Regions from separate parts of the Sus scrofa genome. Here all the other regions are linked to region 2. Evidence: chromatin contacts called from public Hi-C and promoter capture Hi-C data. All regions are on one chromosome and are shown on one strand. Each heading gives the region's core, a stretch centred on a gene start, on an enhancer-like site or on the middle of the called end of the contact. The rest is flanking DNA. Distances are from core to core; before and after follow the strand shown. Region 1 has its middle 87 kb from the start of NFIA. Region 2 has its middle 74 kb from the start of TM2D1. Region 3 holds the start of NFIA (nuclear factor 1 A-type).

What was found. Promoter capture Hi-C pulls out the DNA fragments that hold promoters and counts their contacts. Hi-C and Micro-C count contacts between places; a contact is called where the count stands out from the background.
Region 1: a contact with region 2 is called in a Hi-C map of fetal liver, with 1.6 times the contacts expected there. The contact joins two enhancer-like sites. A contact is called at or near these places in 18 of 47 Hi-C or Micro-C datasets (alveolar macrophages, embryonic fibroblasts, fetal heart ventricle and 10 more) and 2 of 2 datasets of contacts at active chromatin or transcription factors (alveolar macrophages and skeletal muscle).
Region 3: a promoter capture Hi-C map of fetal skeletal muscle shows a contact between it and region 2, with 14 times the contacts expected there. The contact joins the promoter of NFIA here to the enhancer-like site in region 2. A contact is called at or near these places in 4 of 5 promoter capture datasets (fetal liver, fetal skeletal muscle, liver and 1 more), 5 of 47 Hi-C or Micro-C datasets (adipocytes, embryonic fibroblasts, epiblast stem cells and 2 more) and 1 of 2 datasets of contacts at active chromatin or transcription factors (skeletal muscle).

The regions. Positions count from the first base shown.
Region 1 is chr6:151,315,385-151,318,363 of Sscrofa11.1, reverse strand. No RefSeq gene overlaps it. Among named protein-coding and RNA genes, the nearest start is that of NFIA, 87 kb to the right of the region's middle. Within about 2 kb of position 1,628, at least 2 of the 83 cell types and tissues checked have an H3K27ac peak or open chromatin away from gene starts, as enhancers often do. A contact at or near this core is called in fetal liver, where this site is marked.
Region 2 is chr6:150,687,383-150,690,710 of Sscrofa11.1, reverse strand. No RefSeq gene overlaps it. Among named protein-coding and RNA genes, the nearest start is that of TM2D1, 74 kb to the right of the region's middle. Within about 2 kb of position 1,515, at least 38 of the 83 cell types and tissues checked have an H3K27ac peak or open chromatin away from gene starts, as enhancers often do. A contact at or near this core is called in embryonic fibroblasts, epiblast stem cells, fetal liver and 3 more, where this site is marked.
Region 3 is chr6:151,228,074-151,231,233 of Sscrofa11.1, reverse strand. It overlaps NFIA (nuclear factor 1 A-type), which reads left to right and starts at 1,461. Exons shown (of 11, transcript XM_021097780.1): 1 at 1,461-1,881. The coding sequence starts at 1,792.

The sequences.
Region 1 (2,979 bases), core at 379-2,878, 630 kb before region 2:
CTAACAAATCTCCCCCAAACTCGGGAATTTATAATAACAACTGCTTATTTAACTCACAAGCCTGTGGGTTTGCAATTTGCACTGGTTTCAGTGGGGCAGTCCTGCTGGGCTCAGCTGGGTTCTTGAGGCCTGGACTCAGAACCCACACAGCATCATCCTCACCACATTCAACTGGTCAGAACAAATCATAAGGCCCACCCAGATGGAAGAAGAGGAGAAATTCACGGCCTCTTGATGAGGTTGCTTCAAATTATTGTGGCACTATTTAAATTTTCCTACAGGTCATAAATGTATAACACCTGGTCCTCAAACTAAGTGAAGTGATTTCTGGCATACTTTTTGCTCAGAATTTCCTGCAGTGGCCTTTTACATGAAACAAACAACCAGAAATACTGGTTAAACCTTTACTCTTCAGCCTTGCACTGGACATGGGGGAAGAAGAGAGGATTTAAAACATGTTTATGATGGTCTCTGCCCTCAAGGGGTTATGAGTTAATTGGGGGTGGGGAGAGGGGACATGCACACACAAAGATGAATTACAAGACCAGAGGAAGTATCAGTGTGAGGGAGTTCCTGTTGTAGCTCAGTGGGTTAAGAACCCAATATGGTGTTCGTGAGGATGCAGGTTCCATCCCGGGCCTCGCTCAGTGGGTTAAGGATCCAGAATTGCTACAAGCTGCTGTGTGGATCACAGACACAGCTCGATCTGGCTTTGCAGATCCTGCAGCTGCAGTTCTGAGTTGACCCCTAGCCTGGGAACTTCCATATGCCACAGGTACAGCCAAAAAAGAAAAGAAAAAAGATATATCAGTGTGAGGCAATAACAGATGAGGAGAGAGAGAAGGAAGTATGTGGAGTTAACAGGGAGTTATCAAAGGAGGGGCCATTTTAACTGGGTCTTAAATGATGGTTAAAATTGGCCCAAAACATCAAACCGACATAACTCCCCGACATCCGCTTTCTATCCAGGCTCCCTTTCTAGGGGCCCTTCTTCAGAAAGGAATCCCTGTATCCATAGCTCCCATTATTAAGTTCTGTTTCTGCAGGCACAGGGGGGAAAGAGGGGAGAGGCTGGTCCTCAGAACCATTAGTCAAAGGGAAGACTTTTCTTGGTCATCCTCAGACTGACCTAGTGGAAAGACTGCCAGTTTTTTTAGTTCCAAGAGCTGGCCATGTATACTTGCTTGTCTTCTCGAAGACTCCATTTCTTCATCTTTTCTAATGCGGAGTGTTCCTACAGCACTACATGGAACAGCACAGAGGAGTTTAATATAATGCTTCTGGCGCGTGGTCGACAATATATAAAATTTAGTCTCTCTTTCTTTTGCTTCTCCATTGCCTCTGCCATTACATCCAACTTAGTCATTAAATGTTCCACGAAGAGTGATACTTAGTAAACATCACAGCACCAGGCTTTCACTGTAGTCATTGTGGGGCAAAGCTCCCTCCAAATGACCCCAGTACAGCATCCGGCACAAGAAAGGTGCTCAGTAAAAGCAAAAGTTGCTTTGTTCTTCCTGCTCGAAGTTCCTGAATCTCGTCATGCTGTCTCTTATCTCTGTGCAACTCACCCACGTGGTTCTATCTCTCTGGAACAGCCGTCCCTCAGGCCCATCCACTCACCTAGCCAAGGAGCTATCTCCCATTCCTCTTAGACATCTACTTACTCCTCCAGGAAGCCTTCCCTGCCCCCTACCTCCCACCCATCCCCTGGTTTAGGTATCTCTGATTTAGGTATCTTTCCTATTGCTCCTATATAAGTACATAGACTTGTAGAGGATTTCATAAAATGATTATTGGCTAGATGGCTGAATAGACGATGTTTCACTGAGGAATCCCAAACAGAAATCAATCTACCAAAAGCTTCTTTCACACTTTGGGACCAGCATACAGGGCCTCTTGTGACGCATACATTTTTCAAATCAGCAATAGAAGCTACTAATTTATCGCAACATTGTAAATCAACTGTACGTCAATAAAACTTTTTTAAAAAAGAAATGAAAAAAAAAGAGAGATGGAAGCTTAAACTTTCTATGAATAGGTGAGAGTTAGCGATTAAGGTTCAGTCTCATAGAATAATAGACCTGACATGGAAAATTCCTGCTCAGCAGGTGCACACTTAATACTCACAGGAAACAGCAGGTAAGCAACATACTTAGAAAGAGTTGCATAAACCTGAGGAACAAACGCCATTCCCCCTGGAAGTTTTCAGGGGCAAACTTAAGACAAGTCCTGGGAGACAAGATGCTTTACCAGCTGTCAGATTCAGTAAGCACGAGACCCTAAGCTTGACATGCTTGGGAGGGAAATGTTTCTGTCCACAGAGACTGAAGTTGGTTGCTCTGAGATCCCTAACAGAAATCATGCTCATCCTGCCAAAGGCTTCAGCTAGCACCGGGGCCAGGAGAGCCCACTCTCAGCTGCTAACCTCTGCTTCTCGCTCACCCTCCACAAAACCTTCACCACCCCTCTCTTCCACCTCATCATGCAATGTTTCCTAAGTGTTTTGAGATCAGAAGAAAACAAACATTGTTTATCTAGCTTGAAACACCACGAAACTTTCTCTTAAAACAACTCCTACGAAACAAAACAAAGCGATTGATTCAAATAGGAAAGCCAGGAAGAGCACCCTATCTGAATTTAATAAAATGTATCATCATATATGATGCCTGTATATTTCCTCCCTCTGTTCTTTTTGCTTCTTTCCTTCTTGACATCCACCCAAAAACTCCTTACAGAAAGGGCACAACTGTTTCCCACCGTCCCTGGGAGACAGTGGCATGTGATACACAGTCAGTGTACAGTGTGAGGAGTGCGATGAGAGCTACGTCCAGGGTGCAGTGGGGATGCCGAGAAGAAACATCCAAATCAGCCTGATGGGTCACAAAAGACTTCCCAGAGGAAACAAATCTGGATAAAGGTCACCTTAAAGGATAAGGAGGAGTATGCCAGGAAAAAAAAATTTTTTTAAAGGATGCA
Region 2 (3,328 bases), core at 266-2,765:
AGAGTTTGTGAAGTAGAGCAAGGAGGGGGGAGAAATTCTAAGAGGATGTCCCTAGAGGACTCTGGGTACTCAGAACTAGAGCCATCGGGGTGAAACCACAGGGTGTCTGATCCTGTGTCAGAAAGCCATGCTTCCATTCAAAGTCTGGCCATCACTACCCATCTAGTCCAAGCGTTCTGCTCTCCTTTGACCAAGTAGAGAACTCTCATTTGCATGGGCCCCAACCCACAACATCCCCATACTGTGACTGTTGCCTGGAGATGGCTCACATTTATCTGTTGAGATGAGTGGTCCTCTTTCTCACAACCCAGCTAAGGCCACTGGACCCAGTTTTCCAAGGTGCCTAGAAAGATGAGGCTGTGGCCCAAGGTAATGCTTATGTGGGCTGGAGGATACAGAGAATAGAATGGCTGCGACCTCTAGACTCTGTCTGGCTACTGGTACAGCCCCTCCTAAACAACAAACAGACTTAGTGAGTGACCACGCCACCAAAAAAGTGTGTGTGGGGGGGGGGGAAAAAAGCGTGTTTGTGTGTGTGTGTGTGAGCGAGAGAGAGATCTTTAAATTTTAATAGCTATTCAGACAGTCCTTAGAGAGAGAATTGGCAGCTTTGGCCTAGAGGCTGCCCCCCACCTGTCTCCAGGCACTGCAAACACAGCTGTGTAAGAAGGAGACAGTCAAAGCTTCCAAGGAGGAAAAAAAACACAACACCACGGTGCAGTGTGGGGTGGGGGGGTAGGGGGTGCAAACAATGGGAGGGCCTTTCTCACAAACCCACTTGGGACAGAGCCGGTCTAGCAACTGCAGAAATTAGCAAGGAGGACGCGGGCAGGTTTACAAACAAAAACAAAAACCACCCCTCCAGCCTAAAGTAAAATCCTTCAAGACCCAACTCAAGGGCCACTTTAAACCCATTTTTAAAGGAGGAGACGGAGCGCACAGCTCAAGCTGAGGGGGGAACAAGGTAGCCTGCTTTTCTGGCAGGGTTCGCCTTCAGGTGTTGTCCTCGCATCGAGGTGAAATGCAAAGACGATTGATGCTCTGTCAGAGAACTCAGAGCGCCTTACGCGAAACGCAGGACGCCCTGGGAAGGTGCCTAGAAACTTCTTTATCTGGCTTTTTTTCCAGACTGAAAAGCGCAGGCATTTTTCAAGTTCAACTCTTTAGAAAAGTCAGGAGAAGCAAGATTTCAACAGATGTTAGCGGTTCTGCAGTGGTCAGGGGGGGCTGCCCCTCCGTGAAAAAAAAAGGGGGGAAATGAGAAGAGGGAGGGAAACAGGTCGTCGTAGAAGAAAACCCAAGCAAGGCGGTATTTTCGGTATCATTTTAATCACAAAATAGCACGAATGCGGTCTGTGCCTGCGTGCTACCCAAACGTCGATCTGAATACCACTGAACGCTGGTTTGAAAATTTCCATTTTTGTAATTTGCTTTCCTTTGTTAAGCCAAGACTTGAGAGGAACCTGGCAGCCGTCTCCTAGTCTGGCACGATTTCCCCTCCGACGCACTGGGTTGGTGGGGACGTGGAGGGAGGCCTCCCGAGAGAGGAGAGGGAAGGCGGGTTGAGAAGCGTCGGCGGGGCCGCAGCCTCTCAGCCAGGGGGTTTGGCTCCACCTACAGGAAGCAGAAGGTACTTCAAGCCGATCCCTCTTCTGCCGCGGAAACCGGGTGGGATGGGGGTGGGGTTGGGGGACAACTGCTGGTGAATTTCCCGGCCAATCAGAATGCGGCGTGTAAGGAGCTGGCGGTCAGGACTCGGCAGGTAGAGATCTGCATCACCAGATCCAGAGCAGCATATCGGATGCAGCGCCGGGATTCGTATTTGGAGGAGAAAAGACTTCAGGCCTCCTCTTATAACCTACGAATTGATTTCACTAGTTAAATATAAGCCCTATTTGGGCTATTTCTGATCCCAGTTCAGGGCCAGCACAGAGTCACTGTGCCCAACTGCTGGATGAATGAACAAACAAATGAATCCAACACACAGGATAATACACTCAATTAAGCAAGAGACCTAATGTGATAAAAACAAATGCGCCCCCCACCCCCCACCCAGGAATAAATGTGAGTAATCAGACATTTTGTTAAGGGCTAGTAATTGCTACAAAAATCCTGCACCATCTTAGACTAGTCCAGTGGTCCATTTGCAATGTGGGTAGCACTAATTAAGAACCACTCATCTGGAGTTCCCCTTGTGGCTCATCAGGTTAAGAAGTCCATTAGTATCCATGAGGAGGCGGGTTTGATCCCTGGCCTCACTCAGTAGGTTAAGGATCCCACCTTGCCATAAAGCTGTGGTGTATAGGCTGGGAGCTTCCATATGCCAGAAGTGCAGCCCTACAAAAACCCAAAAAAAACCAAACAAAAACACTCATTACATCTGATGCCCTTAATTTGCGGATGAGTAAGCTGAGGCTTGGCGAGGTTCCCCTCCTCAATCCTCCTCCCCCCGCAACTCCCCTCCCGCCCCAACAAGTTTGTTGGTGGTAGTACTGCTTTGGGGCTAAATTTTCGTGACCTTCTCTCTGACGTTTGTTTACAAAAGCCAGAGAATTGTTCTGCGGGACTGCGGCTTGACCAGCACAGATACGCTTAGCTGATTGGCTCTCTCTGGCGGAAGCTGACTACCCCACCTACCTGTGGTCCCGTCCCTGAGTTTCAGTCCCAGCCCCTGCTAGGGGCTAAGGCAGCTGCTCCTGCTGCTTTACTCCAAAAATCAAATGCCGCCTGGGGTTGGTGCCAACCGGTTGCTAAACTTATGGATTCATTTTATTTAAGCCTAAAAGGCAGTCTTTGAACTTGTGGGTTTGTAGGCTACAAACAAGCAGGTGCTATGTTTTAGCAACACAGGTCTTATATCTAGCACATCTACTTATCAGAAGTGTTAATAAGAAGTTATTGAATGTCCCAGTGATTGTTACAGATGAGGATATTTACCAACTGAAAAAGAATTTTTGCTGTAGGCAGTTAGCACTCAGTTTCCAACTTAAAAATGTGAAGATTCTTCCTGTAAAGAGACTGCATTTGCGTTGTTTCACATAAATGATGATGCAGTGAAAGTTAGAGATCAGAAGATCTAGATTCTAACCACAACCCATTATAAAATGGAAATAAGACTGTCATGACCTCTGAAAGGATTAGACATGAATCATTATTACAACAATAATCACAATATTAATAATAGCTTTGAACTGTTATTAAGTGCTTACTACATTCCAGGCCCTCTGCTAACCACTTTAAGTGCATTATCTAATTTATCCTTCTAACAACCCCATGTGGGTTACGATTATTATCCCCATTTTACAGAATGAGAGAACTGAAGCTCACA
Region 3 (3,160 bases), core at 212-2,711, 540 kb before region 2:
TATCATACCATGCCAAGTGGAAATGTATGTTCAGTGGAGGAGGCCAGGATTAAAATGCCACAGAGTTTCTAGAGCCAGACAATATCCGAATCTATCGGAGGCAGACCAGAACAGCAAATGTTGCCTAACACCAAGGGCAGTCACAATATAGTACCTCCTAGTAATGCTGCATCAGTTACCTGGTTGTAAAGTGCAAGCCTAAAGCCAAAAATGTGGTTCAAAATAGAATAGGAGGATTCTCTAACTTCTGATTTAACTGCTCGAGGTTCTGTTATCAATTAATTAGGTAACTTCACCAAGGACAGTTAAGAAAATCAGGCAACCGCCAAGTTGCTTCCTATTCCTCTTGACTTCTTACTGGATAATTTTTATCAAGTGAGCTTAAGCACACATTTTCCAGTCACTCAGTTATTCAGCAAAATGTCCTAAGCTACTTAACTGATGCAAAGCAAACACATTAAAAAAAAAAAAAAGGCAATACCTGGTTGTGATGCTTTCCATTTAAAGGGATACTTCCCTTGCACCACCACTGCACCAATGCCTAGTCTGTTGCATAAAACAAACACATAAAAGGTTGACACTGAAATATCCTGATCACCTGATCTTAAAGAGTCTGGATTAATCATATAAGACGAATCAGTGAAATGAAGGATTTGATGTTTCAGCAACTGGGTTTTAACCCCCTACCTCCTTTAAATGTTGAAACAGGTCTCCTTTGGGGGGGATGGGAGGTGGAGAAGTGCATTAAATTTTGTGGAACCCAGGTTTTGTAAGGATATTGACCAATTAAACGCTTGCAATTACATTCGAATTTCACTGCATCTCCTGCTTTAAAGGAACAGCTTTATTCTTGAGGGAGCCCACCTAACCATTTTTATGTTCAGCCATCTGCAGAGAGTAGTGGCAATGCTTTTTCCTTTCTGAAGCTAGAGTAGAAGCTTTATTTCACTGCAAGTTCTCGGTGACATTTTGCACTCTCTTGATTTAATGATCCAAAGAGGATCTTTAACTCTTGGTCTACACCAGTGCAAATAAAGGTTAAATCTCTCACTAACCATCATGAACTAACCTAATAACTCACCAGAGGCTATGGAAAAAGAAACCGAGAAAGCAGGTGTGCAGACTTGATTAAAACGTGCAAAACCCGCACAACCGCAGGCAAAGGTATCATAGCCTCACATCTCCCTAGTACCGGCTGCGAGGTCCGCAAGCAGGGGAACTCCTACTGCGCCAAAAACACGGTCCTGTGAGCGGGGCCTAGTAACACAGGGGCTTTTCTTCCAAACGGTGTCCCGACCCGAGCTTGCGCTGAATGTCGGGGCTCCTATTGGCCACACGCCGTGGGGGAGGAGGAGACTGGCGGGGAGAGAGACGGGGGGAGGGAGCGGGGGCAAGGCCTTTCCCTGCCCCCTCCGGGCCCCCTCTGCAGGCAGCCCCGGCGCCCCGTGCGTGGTTACTATGCAAATTGCAGCGATTGCGGAAATAAACAAGCGGGTAGTGAGAGGAGAGAGGGACTGCGAACCGATTGCAACTTCGGCAAAGTCTCGTAGAATCCAAAGCACACAAGGCAAAACCAGAGAGAATCTGAGAACCAGCCAGCCCGGGTTGGATCGCTTTCAAAAGAGGAGAGACAGTGAGAGAGGCAGAGAGCGCGCATTGCAATTGCAGAAGCCTCCTGATTTGGAGAAAAAAAAAAAAAAAATCTCCAAGAAGCCTGCAATTGGCCAACAGCTTAAAAAAAAATCTCTTCCGGGTTTTCAACGGTTCCAAGTTTATTAAGATATCTTTTTAATGCAAAAAAAAAAAAAAAGGGGGACAACAAATGAAGCAATTCGTCTGAACATTTTAAAGTTTCTCACGTACTCTTTTTACATTGCAATGGTACGTGGTACATCTTAAACTTTCTATTTTGCGTTTATACGATATGCGTTTTATAAACAACAATAATGGTAGAATGGTTTTGTTAATGGCTAAGACTTAAAATTTTCTCTAGCTTGCATATGCACTGACGTGATTGCTGGGTAAATGTCTATTGTGATGGTTTTGTTTTAAAGATGTAGCTTTGTGGATGGCTTTTATTTATTTATTTTGCTATGTGCATTAGGGACTGGGTTTCCTTTTTTTTTTCTTCCTGAGATTTGAAAAAAATTGCTGAGCTTGACAGATTTTTTTTTCTCCTCCAAGTGCTTGCTCGGTTCCAGAAAGGGGAGGGGGGGGAATCCTGTACGTGCTCGGTTCTGTAAAAAGACGTCTGGCCTCAGCAGTCAACCTAACCCGAAAAGAAATGTCTGGACCGGAGAGTAATTGACGATTCGATCCTCTAATCAATGGGACAACCTGGGAGATTGACTAGAGCTTTATCCAATCATGAGGAAGCTTGGGTGTACACTGGCTCGCAGTAGCCAGAGGGGGCGGGGCAGACAAGATCTGAAGTTCTCTGCGGCTCTGAAGGGGATGGTGTGGTTCAAGCTGTCAAAGCTACAGGCTCTTCCGGATTTAGCAAGCATAATAGGAAAGAGTTTTCGAGTTTCAGAAAAGAAAACCTAATTGGTGTAGTTTTGTTTTGTTTGCGTAAATCGTATGCCTTCTTCCATTGCCTTTTGGGAAAAGTTTTTTATTTTTTTTAAATTCTTCTACAGAAATGTTTAACTTTGCATGAATTATTATTTGTAAGTTCAGGAATGTTGTTAAGGGTTGTGGAAGGTGAGATTCAGCTTTTAAAAGTATGTGGCTTAAAAACTATGGGACCGTAGTGAGCTTTCGGAAGTGATATATTGCATACTTAGCATTGCAAAACTTCTTACTCTGATTATCTTAAAAGCTTTGGCTTTTCAGGTACTTTGAAGGAATAGACAAGCCTCTCTTCTTGAACTCTAAACAACAGTTTTAAGGGAGAGAGAATGTTTCACAGGTGTACTGACAGCTGTTTTGTACATTTGAAAGGAAAAGGGGGAGAAAGAGGATGTTTTTCTTGATTTTCCTTGAATTTTGCTGCTTAGACATATGGTCAGTAGGGACCTGGATATTGAGACTGGCCAAGTTCACATTTCTTCTTGTTACCACAACAACCCCTGTGGAGGGTGTGTGTGGAAGATTGCTGACTTGCTAACTCTTAGCTGGAGTCTGGCCTCTTGGACAAGTCTTTGACACCAATCCAGTG